2 separate regions of the Danio rerio genome follow, and region 2 is linked to region 1. The links are chromatin contacts, called in public Hi-C maps. All regions are on one chromosome and are shown on one strand. Each heading gives the region's core, a stretch centred on a gene start, on an enhancer-like site or on the middle of the called end of the contact. The rest is flanking DNA. Distances are from core to core; before and after follow the strand shown.

Region 1 (7,955 bases), core at 4,064-6,563:
TTATTAACCTATTACTTTCATCACTATTTATACATAATAATTATTATTATTATTATTAGCCTGATATTATCATTATTATTTATAAATTATTACTATTATTTATATATTATTATTTTTGTTGTTATAATGAATGATGGTCTAGTGCTAACAAAAAATGTTAAATTATTATTATAAGCCTGTTATTATTATTATTATTATTATTATTATTATTATTATTATTATTATTATTATTATCAAAATCTTCTTCTTCCTAGAATCTTAGTATTATTATTAGCTCAATATTATTATTATTTACATATAATATTATTATTATAGTATATAATAAATGATGGCCCAGGGCTAAAAAAAAAAAAACTTTCCATTATGATTATTATAAGCCTGTGGTTATCATCATTTTTTTTTTAATCCTTCTTCTTCTTTTTCTCTTTCTTTTTCTTCTTCTTCTTAGTCTTATTATTATTATTATTATTGTAATCTTTATTATTGTTGTTCTTGTAATGCAATAATCAGTTATTGCTGGTTTTATGTTATATGGTCCACAATAAATAATCGCCCTGGGCTAACAAGATATTTCATTTTTATTATTATTAGCCTATTTATCATTATTATTATTTATATATTATTATCATTGTATTTAATGAATGATGTCCCTGTGCTAAGACAAAATATGTTCATTGTTCCTGTTTATTATTATTATTATTATTATTAATAATAATAATATTATTATTATTATCATTATTATTAAACTAATGTTTTATATTATTGTTTTTAGAATTATTATTATTATACGGTGATCGAGTGTGTCTGTCTAATATTACATGAGCTATAAAAAGAAAGATGGAACTATAAAGAAAAAATATTTTTAAAATAATTTTGTTATACAAAACATTTCAATATTATTTTTAGCCTATAATCATTATGATTATATTATTGTTGATAATAATAGATCACAGGAAAAAGCGTCTCTCACCCCTGGTCTGATGACGCTTATAACAGCATCAATAATGAGGGTTTCAAACGATTTATGTCTTATTTGAGGATTTTACCGAACTATTATGAAATCACAACCAATATCTTATATTGAGTAATGAATAGTCTTACATGCAAATATTGAGGAAATTGACTAACCTCCACATATAGCGATGCGATGGGATATAAAAGATGGCGCCTAAATTTGCGCTGAAGCGTTACGTGACCATACGCACTCGCGTCTTATTGGTTGAAACATTGTATCGATTGGTTAAAACATTGTATTATAAGCTCCACCCTTGTTATCCCTGGAACACTTAAAACTCTGCAATATCAGAACGTGCCCCTTCATTACTACATTACAGTAATATTTTTTTACTATTGCTCTTCTTTACTAGAAATCTGTCTGCAATATCAGGACGTGCAATGTGAAGGGCAGACAGACTCAAAAGGCACCGCTGGGATTCGAACCCAGGATCTCCTGTTTACTAGACAGGCGCTTTGACCAACTAAGCCACGGCGCCACGTGCGCAATGGGCAAAATGCAGGTGTTTTTTCCTTAGTGGAAACCTGTGACGACTTGATATTGTTTATTGTTTAATATTTGCTGTATGTTTAGAGCAACTGACCGTTCAGTTAAAGTGCCTAATGCATTAACGTCACTACTCATAAACTAGTTTGGCGTAGTTTTTCTCGTCGTTGTTGTAGTCGCTATTCGTAAAATCGTGGTAATTTATTTTTTGTTTATATTGTTAAGATGTATTTTAAAGTGATTTGTTTTAATCAACAGAAAAATGGCTGTTCACTTTAAAGGTTACATCTATGCTTTATTTCCCCTGATATAATTTGAAGCGTAGCTTTCTACAGAAATGCCAGCTCTAAGTTACTGAAATGCCAGAAACTGTTCTGTCTCTAGCCTTGAGAGAAATATTAGTCTTGAAAAACTCTTTAGGTTTACATTTTCTTTATATCTAAAAATGAAACAACAGATTATTTGAACAACCTTTCGTGGCAATATTTGTTTGTTAATTACAAAAAGTTCCACTTTTTTTCTTCATATTTTCGGAAGATCTTTAAGAAATGCCCATTGTAATTGCAATCACCAAAGTCCCAAAAAAATAGTCACATTTCATCATATCGCATGATATCTTAAGCTTTTAGTTGGAGTCACTGGTGTGACCTATTTTAATGTTAGGGTGAAAAAAAACTCGAATTAAAAAAAATAAATTCTTAATTTAGTATGTCATTTTGTCAATGTGGTCAGATACCTTGTTGCAGACATTCTGTAAAATACATTTTTCATAAAACTTGTCACGTGTATCACTGGTGTTGCACTGTAAAAAAAAAAGAAATTGACTCAACTTTCAACCCAATTACCTCCCTTGACTATATTTAAGTTGAGTATACTCAAAATGTTCTAAAGTTTGTTGCTTTAAAACTTTAAGTTGAGTCAACTTTTTTTACAGAGTGCTTTTCTTCTGGTTTACACCCCTGTGGATCATTGTTTCCCACTGATGATTTTTTGTGTTGCTGTGTTTGCCTGTTTTGCCCCGTCACATGAATAAAGAAAATACTTTTACATCCATTGAATTCTACTACACTCAAGGTTTAGGATTCAAATGGTTGCATCATTAGTTATTTACAATTTTTTTTCAAATATTTTCATTGTTATTATAGCAAATTGTTGTGTAAATGAGCTGACATCATTAAATAACACTTTAAATAACCCTGTTTAGAACAAATAAAAACACAATTTGGTGAATTACGATTATTTCTCTAAGCTGCTAAAAAAAATCTAGAAATAATATTTCATAAAAATCTTTATTATTGGCAAAAAAGTAGCTAACACCAGTGACAAAAATGATACATCTGAACTTTAAATAAATGTGCAAATAAATATTTTGCAAATAAATAAAATTACGCAGTCATTTATTTTGACAAAGTCAAAAGGTAATTGATTAATCTGGTTAGCTAACAAAAGTGGACATTTCTGTAGAATGACCCATATCAAATATAGTACTTTTTAGCATTTGAGAGATACCAATTGTTTCTAAAGACCTTTATTTGTATTGACGTTATACTTTGTCAGAGAAATAGATCAATATATAATGTTGTATATGTTAGCCAGTATAGTTGAAGTCAGAATTATTAGCCCTCCTGTGCATATTTCCCCCAATTTCTGTTTAACAGTTTTAATAACAAATTTCTACTAAATGATTTTAAAAAAACGAGGCTTGAGGGGGCTAATAATATTGCCCTTCAAATGGTATTTAAAATTTTTTTTTTTTTTACTGACTTTCTCCAGAATAAAAAAAAAACATAGGAAATACTGTGAAAAATTCCTTGTTCTGTTAAACATAATTAGAGAAATATATATATATATATATATATATATATATATATATATATATATAAAGAACAACAAATTCAAGGGGGGCTAATAATTTTGACTTCAACTCTAATTGACAAAATAGGATATACATATATATATATATATATATATATATATATATATATATATATATATATATATATATATATATATATATATATAGTTTTAAAACATTTTTAAAACAGAGCAAGTTTGTAATAAAGACAGTAAAATCACCATGTAATTCTTAACCACTATAATCAGCACGACTCCACCACAAACACAGGAAATAAACTTACTTGGTATTTTTGACTAATGAGCTGTATTTCAGCTTCGTCCAGTCCTGTCTCTGTCACTGTGCTGTTTATCTGACATAATGCAGGAGAAGCAGACACGTGCGGGGAGAAAGCAGCTCATTTGGATTTAAAGTCACAGGCTACAAAAACAGCTACACCATACTCAGACACCATAATGAGTTAATGACACAGCAGTTTATATAACAAGAGGTCCATGGCAGACAAATTTACTGCATTCAAATTATGACAAAACTAACTATACCCAGGTTTGTTATTAGTGAAATTTAAAATGCATTTTTGCATCAGCAATATTTATATGGTCACCTTAGAATTATAAGGTTCTATCTGACATTTTTGTCAAAATTGAGTTTTTGACATAGTCTTTCATTCATTCATTTTCTTGTCGGCTTAGTCCCTTTTTTAATTCGGAGTCGCCACAGCGGAATGAACCGCCAACTTATCCAGCAAGTTTTTACGCAGCGAATGCACTTCCAGTCGCAACCCATCTCTGGGAAATGACATATTCTTATTAAATGACAACTTATTTACATTGTGGGATTTTTTTTTTAAGTTGTTAACATTTTAAGACTTTTTATTTAAAAAACAAATATTACACACATGCTGTTTGCTATTGAATGCAAAAACTTTTAAGCTCAATATCTCAAAATCACTCAGAACGGAGACAGAACCTTATAAATCCAATGTGACGATATATAAAATAACACTTCAGTTGATTTGTTGTAGTTCACCGATCATCAGAATGGGGAGGAAATTTGTTTTAAGCAGTTCTGAATGTGGCCTGATTGTTGGTGCCAGACGGGCTGAACAGAGTGTTTCAGAAACTGCTGATCTACAGGGATTTTCACACACAACCATCACTCGGGTTTACAGAGAACAGTGTGTGTGGGGCGAGAGAAAATATCCAGTGAGCAGCAGTTCTGTGGTGGAAAATGTTTTGTGGATGCCAGAGGTCAGAGGAGAACACTGAATCAGTTCGAAAAGGCCACAGTAACTCAAATAACCCCTCGTTATTGTAACTAAGGTCTGTTCCTGTAAACCAAACCCCATGACCTTGGTGCCGCACCAAGCTTTTGCCATTTCAGCTACAAAAACGCACAATTCTGCTGTGTTTACCTTCTGACAGACGTGGCAACACACAAGTTGGAAAACAGGCTTAGGTCACAGCACATGTACTGCTGATGGATCCTCTTACAGGGATAAACCTACAGGATAAGATGCTGATATCCAGAGGCTCAAACACACATTAAACCCCAAACACAGAAAACACAGCGAGTGCTTATATTCAGTCAGAAAACTCAGACAGCCGGACAGTATGAACATTTATTTCTGGAAATGAATTACAAAGTCTTTAAATAGCAGTGAGCCACCAGATTCTGGTAAACAAGTTAGCGATCTGATTATACTCCTCTCAAGAACAAGATACAGGGCTGTGGATTATCATTATTATAGTTATTGTCTGTTATTCTACTAAAATAAATAACAAGACCAGGTTAAAATCTATTGCTGCGTCTGATTATTACAGCTTGACCCTTACAGACCACAGTTTGGCATCTATATGTACATGAGGTTCGGATGGAAAGATGTCACACAACAGAGAGAAAAGGTCAAAGTCAGTGTTTGAGGAAGTACAAACCAACCAGGAACTCTGAAGAAACACACAGCATCACATGTAAGGGTCCGTAACAGGAACTTACAGAGCCTAATATCTTCAAGATCTGGCTTAAAGGGATAGTTCACCCAAAAGACTACTCACTTTATTCTTCAGTAGAATATTATGGAAGGTCTGTAGATAAAACTAGTCCTTGATGATTTACAAAATGCAGTCAGAAAAATAAAGTCAAAACAAAAGTAATACACATGATTCCTGACAATGCATTGAGGTCTTAAAAATTGAAATATTCAGTCTTACTTTGTTTTGACTGTATGTATGTATGTTTGTTTGAAGGACCAAAGCTTCAACTAAAATCTTCTTTACTGTTCTGCCAAAATAATGTTGGATCAATTAAACACATGCTTACTTCTTTGGAACACTAAATAATAATCCTTCGTCCATTAAATGACATTAAGTGTGGTCCAAAAAAGTATGTTGGAACATGATATTGAGGAACTATTGACTAATGGGTGTACTATCCCTTTAACTACAGCTGATTGAATACTTGGTGGACGCCTAACCTCTTAGAACTGCATTTAGTGTTAAACATTAAACACGAGATGCATATGTGCTTTAGCCCTTTGCTGGTGAAACCAAACATGAGACAGACACACACACGCACGCACGCACGCGCACACAGAAAGTAGTTCATTACATTACACGGATTTGATCAAGGCAAGGCTTTGCCATTTTAATAAATAAGTTAAAAATAAGCATAAGCACAACTAATAAAGGTTGGAGAAGTAGGAACTACGCGTCCCCTAATCTCTGCCGTCCTCTTTTTCTCCCTTTGCAGTCAGCAGTGGAGGACCGGTGTTATTGTAGAGCAGTAATATACGCCCTTATACGAGTGCAATGCTTGTCAACATCATCGATTACAGTCAATATCGTCCACTACAACATCACTAGTATCAGCACAAATGCATTCTTAGATTAGTAAGTATTAAAGAAAAAAGGGACATGGAAGTTTTCCATTTTTTTCATGAGTTCCCCTAGTCTCCGTTTCTAAACGCAGCTTGTAGACTACTTGTGGAAAAACATGACTTCCTGTGTATAGAATGAAGGGATATAGAAGTAGAACGTCACAGAGAAGACAATGTGAAAGATGCAGAGTATTATGTGCTCTATAGGATGATTACAGTGCAATGAGTCAAAAAGGTCGTCTGTTTGTGTTTTGTTTTTTCTTTTAAAAGAACGCCAATGCTCGGACCAAGTAACAAACCTTTCTTTTTACAATGAAAGCCTAAAAAGGGTTTTTTCTTCTTAAATAAGCACTGGCCTACAGTTTAAAAGCTTCAACAGTATTAGTATTACTCGTCACACCTGTAAACGTTTGTTTTCTAAACTGTCCAGAAGTTGCAGAGACTCAGCTGCAGCGTCTCACGTGTTCCAGAACGTATTCTGGGAAGTGCAAACTACACACTTGCAGTCCATCCAGTTTGCAAGGCATCCTGGGATACTCGTCCTCCTTCCATTTGTTCTCCTCTGGGTCAAATGTGAGGATAGAGTCGCTGTAATGACCGTTGTAGCAAAGTCCTCCAAGCACCATGATCTGTTTGTCCAACACCGCCACTCCGTGTCCACTGCGTCCTATAGGCATCGAGGCCAAAATAGTCCACTCGTCAGTCTCTGGGTCGTACACTTCTGTCGAAGGGCAGCCCTGGGACTCAAAAGAGGCACGGAGTATCACACAAACCCCGCCGAAAACGTACAGCTTCCCATTGTGGGAGATCATTTTGTGGAAGCAACGAGCGTAGTTCATTTTCGACTTGTTCTCCCAGCAGTTGGTGAGGATTGGCGTGCGCCGCGTTCGATGTTCGGACGATCCTTCCCGTCCTGGGTCAAAAACACAGACTTGCTTTGAGGTGGATGAGGAGGTGATGCCGCCAGTGATGTACAACTTCCCATTGAGCACAGTGCCTTCGTGACCGTACTTGTTTACTGGGTACGGGTCAACAAACTCCCATTTGTCCTCGACAATGTCATATCGCTCTGTGGAATAAAAGGTCTCATCGCGAGTACGACCTGCGACGGCATAAATATACTTCCCAATAACGCCGACTGCAAACTCTGATCTGGGAACGGACATGTCGGCCATGCGTAGCCAAGAGTTCTGTCTGGGGTCATAGCGGTAGACTTTGGAAGAAGCATGAAACTCTCCGTCAGGGCCTAGTTCTTCACCACCCAACAGGAAGGCGAAGTTGTTGACGATGGCCAGGCAATCTGGCCGGAGCGGCACCTGAGGGCCTTCGAGTTCCCACCACACTTTAGGCCGGTGAAGGAGGAGGATCTTACTGTTGACCATGCTGTGGCCGATCATTCCACGAAATACAGCAGTTTGAGGTCTCACTGATCGGATGCGGTTGGATTTGGTTTCTGCCAGCGGTTGTTCATTCACCTGATGGAAGTAGCTGAGCGCCTGGTCTACTTCTAGTCGCAGTTGGCGGGAATAACGGTAGAACTCTGATGTCTTCACCTGGTGTAAAAGGGAATAAAATGCTTAGATAACAATGTCAGGACACACATATAGTAAGTTATATACTCACTAGGACTGCACAATATTGAAAAAATTCTGTGAAGTATAGGCTGTCTGATCATTTTAGAAGCTGTAAACAGACATGCGTGCGCACGGTGATCCCAGTGATGT
Region 2 (7,955 bases), core at 2,585-5,084, 59 kb after region 1:
GCACAAGTGCAAGTTCTGCGAATACGAGACTGCAGAACAAGGACTCCTCAACCGGCACCTGCTCGCCGTTCACAGCAAGAACTTCCCGCATATTTGCGTAGAGTGTGGGAAAGGTTTTCGGCATCCTTCAGAGCTGAAGAAACACATGAGAACACACACCGGTGAAAAACCGTACTCATGCCTTTACTGCGACTACAAATCAGCCGATTCGTCCAATTTAAAGACGCACGTTAAAACCAAACATAGCAAAGAAATGCCCTACAAGTGTGACCGATGTTTCCAGACATTCGCTGAACCAGAGGAGCTTCTACAGCACAGCTTAACGCACGAGGAAGCCAAAACGCACCAGTGCACCCACTGTGACCATAAAAGCTCGAACTCCAGTGACCTGAAGCGCCACATTATTTCAGTTCACACCAAAGACTATCCACATAAATGTGAAGTCTGCGGCAAAGGCTTCCACCGGCCGTCCGAGCTCAAGAAACACTCGGCCGCCCATAAGGCTAAGAAGTTGCACCAATGCAGGCATTGCAATTTCAAGATCGCAGATCCATTTGTTCTCAGTCGGCACATTTTGTCGGTGCACACCAAGGAGCAACAGGCATTTCCTGATAAAAAGGGTCTTAAGAAGACGTTTGGACTCGGAGCTCATGGAGGTAAGAAAATATTGGGGGGTGCCGGTTTGTCGAAGGGTCACCGGGAGCGAAGGGTGTACCAATGCCAGTATTGTGACTACAGCACAGGCGACGCGTCTGGTTTCAAAAGGCACGTGATCTCCATTCACACCAAAGACTATCCTCACCGTTGTGACTTCTGCTCGAAAGGTTTCAGAAGACCATCCGAGAAGAATCAGCACATCATGAGGCATCATAAAGACCTAATGCCTACCATGTGACCTGCCATACTATCTCCAATCAGGAAAAGGTTCATTCTGATATAGCTGTGGCCTTTTTGGCTGAAAGCGAAGTCTGGTTGAGCTTTTTCAGATTGCAGATGGTATAGAAAGAATGAAAGCGGGAGTAAATGGACCATCTAATGTGTCTGATTACCCCTCTATAATGTTCAAGTGAATGTTTCGAAGATTCATGAACCTTTCTTTAGATCCTGAAGAATAAAAAGCTAACCATTGTTGTGACCAGCTGTAGGGTAAATGCACCTCTAGATAATCTTGCATATTAAATCAAGTGTGGATGGCATTACATGTTGATATTGAGCATCTGGTGATACATTTGAATTATGACTCCTGCATTGCATGTTACACAAACTGTGTGTGAACAGCTTTGATGATTGTGGCGTGAATGTGCACATGCGTTTACTAGTACAAGTTTTGAGAATGGGCTTGAAAAAGTCTATTGTCGTTAAACGATGGTGCTAATGCTTTATGTTTAGCTTCAGATGTGCAGAATGTCTAATGAAAACTAATTAGAAATAATCACCTCATGCCCTGGCTGCTGGAAAAGTGTTGTCACTTGAGAGCAAATGGCTGATATAGGCTTTAATTTGGGTTCTAAAACCAAACCGTGCTGCCACATTCATTTACCAATAACAGCTGTCTGGACTTGAATGTAATTTAGGTTTTCTTGGTAATATAACAAGCTTTGATCAGAGTGTGCCGTCATTACATCAGACTGAAATCTAAATTTGTTTTAATTTAGATGCTTGTATGTTTGTGTACTCCTCGAATGTGGCCATTTGGCTTTTGGTCTGTTTGTTGTAAAACTCACCCTCAAATAAATATTATTATTATTGTTATTATGAAGAAATTTAGGGTAAATTTTATTTTTTACACAGATCCAGAAAATGTATAATTTGGAATAAACAGATTCTAAAAGAGGTTATGTTATGTGTATATGAAATATTTGTAAATACAGAAGTAATAAACAGTATTTTGTGTCCAAGGTGTTTGCTTTTCATTATAAAATTGAGCATGAATGACACACACACACACTCACACATTAGTTTTTTGCCAACCTATTTAATCCATCGGCAGCAAACAAAACCAACAAAGAGAAAAAAGAAGTTATTCTTACAGGTGGTGTGCCATAATGGTGATCAGACATGTTAGCCAACAGTGGCACCTCTAAACATGATACATCATTAAGAATTGAGTTAAAAACGCATCATTTTGGTGTAAAAAATACTTTGTGATTCTCTTCCCTTTGCTTGAGATTGTGCAGACTGTTTAAGGCACAAATAAAAACAATATAATGTGAAAGAGACCAAAACCAAGCCGACCGTAAATTCTAAAAAATCTAATCAAATGAAACAGCTTATAAAAGTCTTACAGGTGGTGTGCCATAATGGTGATCAGACTTGTTAGCTAGCATTGGCACTTATGGTCTAGAACATGAAAAACTGAGTTTTGGTAAGGAAATACTTCTCTCACCTCTGCTTTTGATTACTCTGTAGTTGCAAACTGGTCAATCAATATGAGCACACCATGACTGTTCAAGGCACAAAGAATGTTTTCATACAAAGTGAAAGAGACCAAAACCAAGCCGACAGTAAATTCAGATCTGTTTTTGTCTGAAATGAGTGGACCGGCTGAAGCTGTCTTTGTCTTCGCTTGATGAGGTGATTATGCGGCAACTGAGCATTCTCCTGTAGAACACAAGTTTATGTTAGAAAGTTATTTATAAATGATGTTTCTTTCAACACATTGTCAGTTTTTTTAAAATAACATTTTTTTCCCCATGAAAAATCATAAAACAAACCGCCTGGTGGAAGTATGAGAATGTTTTCATCAAGAATGCCAGTGTCCCGACAGAACTGCCTGAACTTCTCCTTCAAGTCATCAGCAATTTCTGGAGTGCGACCTGTGACAAAAATCCCAAGGGAATCTCAGTTTTTGTAATAACTTCAAATTTTTTAAATAACTTGGTTAGAGGCATGACTGATTTTTTAATATTTTTTTCTTAAATTATGGTAGCACAACCATGATAGATTTTTTGTTACCATGGTTTTACTCCAGACTAGCCTTTTTTAATAAAACCATGGTTCATTTACTATGGTTGATTTTTGTAAGGGAAAACATTGTCAACATTAAGGTTAAGCGGCTACTTGTATTGTCTACAAAAGATGTCCTTACTGAGGAGTTTGTTGAGGACATCAGATTCTCCTGCTTTGGTTTTGATGACATGAATAACAGCGTACTTGTCAAATGTGGCATCAACCACGCGCAAATCATTGTCATTTTTCCAACCTGAAAAAAAATTTGCATTCGTATTTTAGCCCAGATAAAGCATGTTAACTATTAGATGAAAAAATAAGAAAAAAACAATCTTACGCTGGCTGTAGAAGACAAATCTTCCAGGAGTCTCGGTTTTCTTGGCGAGGTTCGTCATTTTCCAGCAGGTACCATCACTCCTAAAAAACAAATTACCGAAGGTATTGATCAAAAGGTAATGCATCAAAACTATTTCCTTTGGCACCAATGAAGCTTGTTTGCATACTTTGGTTTATAGCAATTGAGTTCAAGGTCTCCCTCTTCGGTGGGCACCAGCATGGCAGTTCCCATCTTCATGTCAACCTTTTTACTTGCAAACCATTTTGCGTTTGTAGCAAAGCCAACGAGATACCACTTTCCTTCCACCTGAAGAAAATTTGTTAGCGCAATTATCTCACTTAGTGCCCTTCAGTTTAACGCATGGTGTAAATGCTCGTATATTTGAGGAATTTACCTTTTGCAGGTCGAAGTCAGTCATGGGCATGACATCAGCCGAGGCGAAAACTGCGCAGAGCAGAAGGCACAGCATCTTTACTACGACACTCGTCATGTTTGCAGAAGTGTTGCTTCTCTCTCTGTTTGCAGTTCACAAGGCAGAGTCGGGTGTGTGGAGGAGACGAATGGCAGCCCCTTTTTATCCTCAAACTGAGCCCCCCAAAGCCGAGTCCCTCCCTACTTGCAGACCCAACAGGAATGATAATTACAGTCGTTACACAACTGCTAACACGCACGTGTGTTTTCTTCTAGATGTACCGCATGTGGGTGCGTTTTATAATTTATATGTCCATATTTGACCTTCAAAATACATGTTTATTAAGGCTCTTGTGTTCATTCTGGTTACATTTATTTGATAATCTAAAATTTAACAAAAGCATGTACATCGCAACTGGCTGCTCAGCCAATCCAAAAATACGCAAATACACTCGCCGGCCACTTTATTAGGTACACCTATCTAACTGCTCAGTACTGTAAATTTCTAATCATCCAATCACATGGCAGCAACTCAATGCATTTAGGCATGTAGACATGATCAAGACAATCTGCTGCAGGTCAAAACTGAGCATCAGAATGGAGAAGAAAGATGATTTATGTAACTTTGAGCGTGGCATGATTATTTGTGCCAGACGGGCTGGTCTGAGTATTTCAGAAACTTGATCTACTTGGATTTTCACACACAACCATCTCAGCAGAGAATGGTCAAAAAAAGATAAAATATCCAGAGAGCAGCAGTTCTGTGGGCGCAAATGCCTTGTTGATGCCAGATGTCAGAGGAGAATGGCCAGACTGGTTCCAGCTAATAGAAAGACAACAGTAACTCAAATAAATACTCGTTACAAAAAAGTATGAAGAAGAGCATCTCTGAATGCACAACACGCCCAACCTTGAGGCGGATGGGCTACAGCAGCAGAAGACCACATTGGGTGCCACTCCTGTCAGCAAAGAACAGGAAAATGAGACTACAATTCACACAGGTGGGCGAAGCTGTGACGCAGTAGGTAGTGCTGTCGCCTCACCGCAAGAAGGTCACTAGGTCGCTGGTCCGATCCTCGTTTCTGTGTGGAGTTTGCATGTTCTCCATGCGTTCGCGTGGGTTTCCTCCGGGTGCTCCGGTTTCCCCCACAGTCCAAAGACATGCAGTACAGGTCAATTGGGTAGGCAAAATCGTCCATAGTGTATGAGTGTGTGTGTGGATGTTTCCCAGAGATGGGTTGCGGCTGGAAGATCATCCGCTGCATAAAAATGTGCTGGATAAGTTGGCAATTTATTCCGCTGTGGCGACCCTGGATTAATAAAGGGACTAAGCCGACAAGAAAATGAGATGAGATTCACATAGGCTCACCAAAAGTGGATAATAGAGGAAAAATGTTGTTTGGTCTGATGAGTCTCGATTTCTGCTGCGACATTCAGATGGTAGGGTCAGAATTTGGCATCAGCATCATGAAAACATGGATCCATCCTGTCTTGTATCAGCGTTTCAGGCTGGTGGTGCTTGTGTAATGGTGTGGGGGATATTTTCATTGATAGCAAGTGATCATTGTGTCAACACCACAGATCCGCCATGTTTGGCGCTCAAAAACAATCATAAAGCCCTCGTGCTGCAGGAATTAGGTTTGCTTAAGGTGAGCAGCTGTTGTGCAGTGAGGGGTTTGCATCTTTAATAAACTACGACAGCTTTGGTTCATTGAACAGTAAGATTGATTAATAAATCCATATGAAACAGTCCCTTAAAAGTCACGTCTCTCTTTCAGTTTCGGGCTTTTGCGCGTTTTGCACTCACACTACAAGCGTACCACACCAAAGACCAAGTGAACCACATTCAGCGCACTCACACTTCTCAAACGATCCGGGAAACAGGCCTGGACACGGCTCAGATAGCATAGTGTGAGTAGGCCCTTTATGACCACAGTGTACCCATCTTCTAATGGCTACCTCCTGCAAGATAACGCACCATGTCATATAGAGCAAAATATTTCAGATTGGTTTCTTGAACATGACAATAAGTTCACTGTACTCAAATGGCCTCCACAGTCACCAGACCTTAAAAAAAAATAGAGCACCTTTGGGATGTGGTGGAATGGGAGATTCACATCATGGATGTGTAGTTGACAAATCTGTAGCAACTGCGTGATGCTATCATGTCAATATCGATTAACTCTCTAAGGATTATTTCTAGTCCCATGTTGAATATGCCATGAAGGTTTAAGCAGTTCTGAAGGCAAAAGGTCCAAGTCTTTACGAGTAAGGTGTTCCTGATATATTGGCCAATGTTAAATAAAATAGTGTATATTCGAATAGGCGATGACACCAAACACTTCACATTAATTTACTTAAAAAAAATCTAAATGGTTAATGTTTTGAGCACACCAGTCCTTCATCCTGACTGGAACCCTTTTAGGTGTTTTAGCGTTTTCGCCTTTTTAAAATGTATTTACACTTATCTGATAAATGTGGTAAACCACTTTAAAATAGTAATTCCTGTGATGACAACTGAATGTTGAAAACCCTTGTTATTATATGAGACTGCAAACTGGCCTAATGCCATCTGAAAATTCATCTTTGCCTCCACATGAGTTACATTTTTAATTGTTAAAATGTAAAGCATCATAAATGAAAGTTCACAAGAGAACAGTTCCTGCTGTGTTTTAATCAAATGAATGCAGCTTTAGTTTTAAATGGAGAGTTCACTTTACTCCTCCTTAAGTGATTCCAAATATTGAGAAACATTGAGTCCAATTGTAAGGCATGAGATATCACAAATACTTTGATGTCTTTTGAAAATTCAAATATGAGCCGAAAACAGAGACAATCAGCTCCACAACCCAGCAGGTGGGAATGCAGGAAAAGCCAGCTCCCCTTATTTCCTCCATTTACATTTGAATCCCCTGAAACCCCTTTTGTTTAACCACCCCAACTCACACAGTATGGTCATTTCAAAGTCTGAATGTTCGAAATCAACCCAAGTGACTTCATCTATCATGTTTGATATCATTTAAAATGTCTCAGTGTGACTGGTACAATGGTCATATTCTCTCAGAAACAGACATAATCAAAACAGTAAATATATAACTTCAGGTATCTTTTGAACCACTGTGAAGGGTGTGCTTTTTCTATAGGCAGAAACGCTTCCACTAAATGCAAATGCCTTTTGTTATTCACATACCCCTTTCCTTGAGAGGATTCTTGGGTTTTCTACCTAAGGGAAGGATTGAAAAATGTTGGTGCGATCCTGCTATTCAGATCAGCCCATAACATGGAAGCTCTAACGCTCCATGTTATGTATATTTTGAAGTCAGGTATGCATCTTTTAATCTTGGATTTATCTTTGATAATTTAATGTCTTGTATTGATCATTTATGAATTGACTGAATGATTTAGCATGATACACATTTACCTGACTATTTAATTGTTATGTTTGAACATTTTTTGCTTACTCTGTAATTATTCATTCCAGTAGATCATGTTGTATCCTTGTTTCCACACTTCCTGTGTCAGGTCAGTAGACGGACTAAAATCCAGTTGAGATGGAGCATTGGGCACACTAATTATATATTGATATGATTTTCCTAATGTTTTGATTGGAGTCAGATAAAACGAGGATAAATATATTCTAAACCACCTCATATTCAAATTGGAGTCAGATTTGAGTTAAATTTAAAGTAAATCAACATTGTGCACTGGAAACACCAAACAGGCATTGAACCTTCATCCACCAGTGGACACCTCTATTGGACCAACTGGATGGACCTTACACAATCTTTGGCTTTAAATGCACGGTGCTAATGCTTTATTCATAGGTTGTTGTAAAAGGCTCTGTTTATTGTAAAACTCACCCTTCAACTATTTTTGAGAAGTTAGTTATTTTTTAAACAAATACAGAAATGTACAATTTGGAATAAACAATTCTAAAAGAAGTTTTGAAATGTGTGTATGAAATATTAGTAAATACATAAATAATAAACAGTAATTGTGGATTACTTTCATTATTTTCACTATGAAATGGAGAAATGGAAAGAATCACACCAACATTAGACTTTTGTAAACCAATTTAATCAATCAGCAGTAAACAAAACCATCAAAGATAAAAAGCACAGCTTATAAAAGTCCTGCAGGTGGTGTGTGAAATGGGTGATCAGACATGTTAGCTAACATTGGCACTTAAAAACATGACACATCGGTCTAGAACATGAAAAACTTGAGTTCAAAAAACATCTTTTTGGTAAGGAAATGC

What was found. A called contact is a pair of places that touch in the nucleus more often than the background predicts.
Region 2: a contact with region 1 is called in a Hi-C map of embryo, with 1.9 times the contacts expected there. The contact joins the promoter of ptgdsb.2 here to the enhancer-like site in region 1. A contact is called at or near these places in 2 of 18 Hi-C or Micro-C datasets (caudal fin and embryo).

What each region holds. Positions count from the first base shown.
Region 1 is chr24:20,828,843-20,836,797 of GRCz12tu, forward strand. klhl15 (kelch-like family member 15) reads right to left here. Exons shown (of 4, transcript NM_001003580.2): 4 at 5,974-7,784. The coding sequence ends at 6,675. It overlaps trnat-agu (transfer RNA threonine (anticodon AGU)), which reads right to left and starts at 1,493; the gene lies at 1,420-1,493. Within about 2 kb of position 5,314, at least 7 of the 62 cell types and tissues checked have an H3K27ac peak or open chromatin away from gene starts, as enhancers often do.
Region 2 is chr24:20,889,169-20,897,123 of GRCz12tu, forward strand. It overlaps ptgdsb.2 (prostaglandin D2 synthase b, tandem duplicate 2), which reads right to left and starts at 3,835. Exons shown (of 6, transcript NM_001045413.1): 1 at 3,681-3,835; 2 at 3,453-3,592; 3 at 3,287-3,366; 4 at 3,089-3,202; 5 at 2,715-2,816; 6 at 1,956-2,601. The coding sequence starts at 3,776. The coding sequence ends at 2,579. It overlaps zfx (zinc finger protein X-linked), which reads left to right. Exons shown (of 8, transcript XM_683750.10): 8 at 1-1,898. The coding sequence ends at 895. It overlaps ptgdsb.1 (prostaglandin D2 synthase b, tandem duplicate 1), which reads right to left. Exons shown (of 6, transcript NM_213634.1): 6 at 7,756-7,955.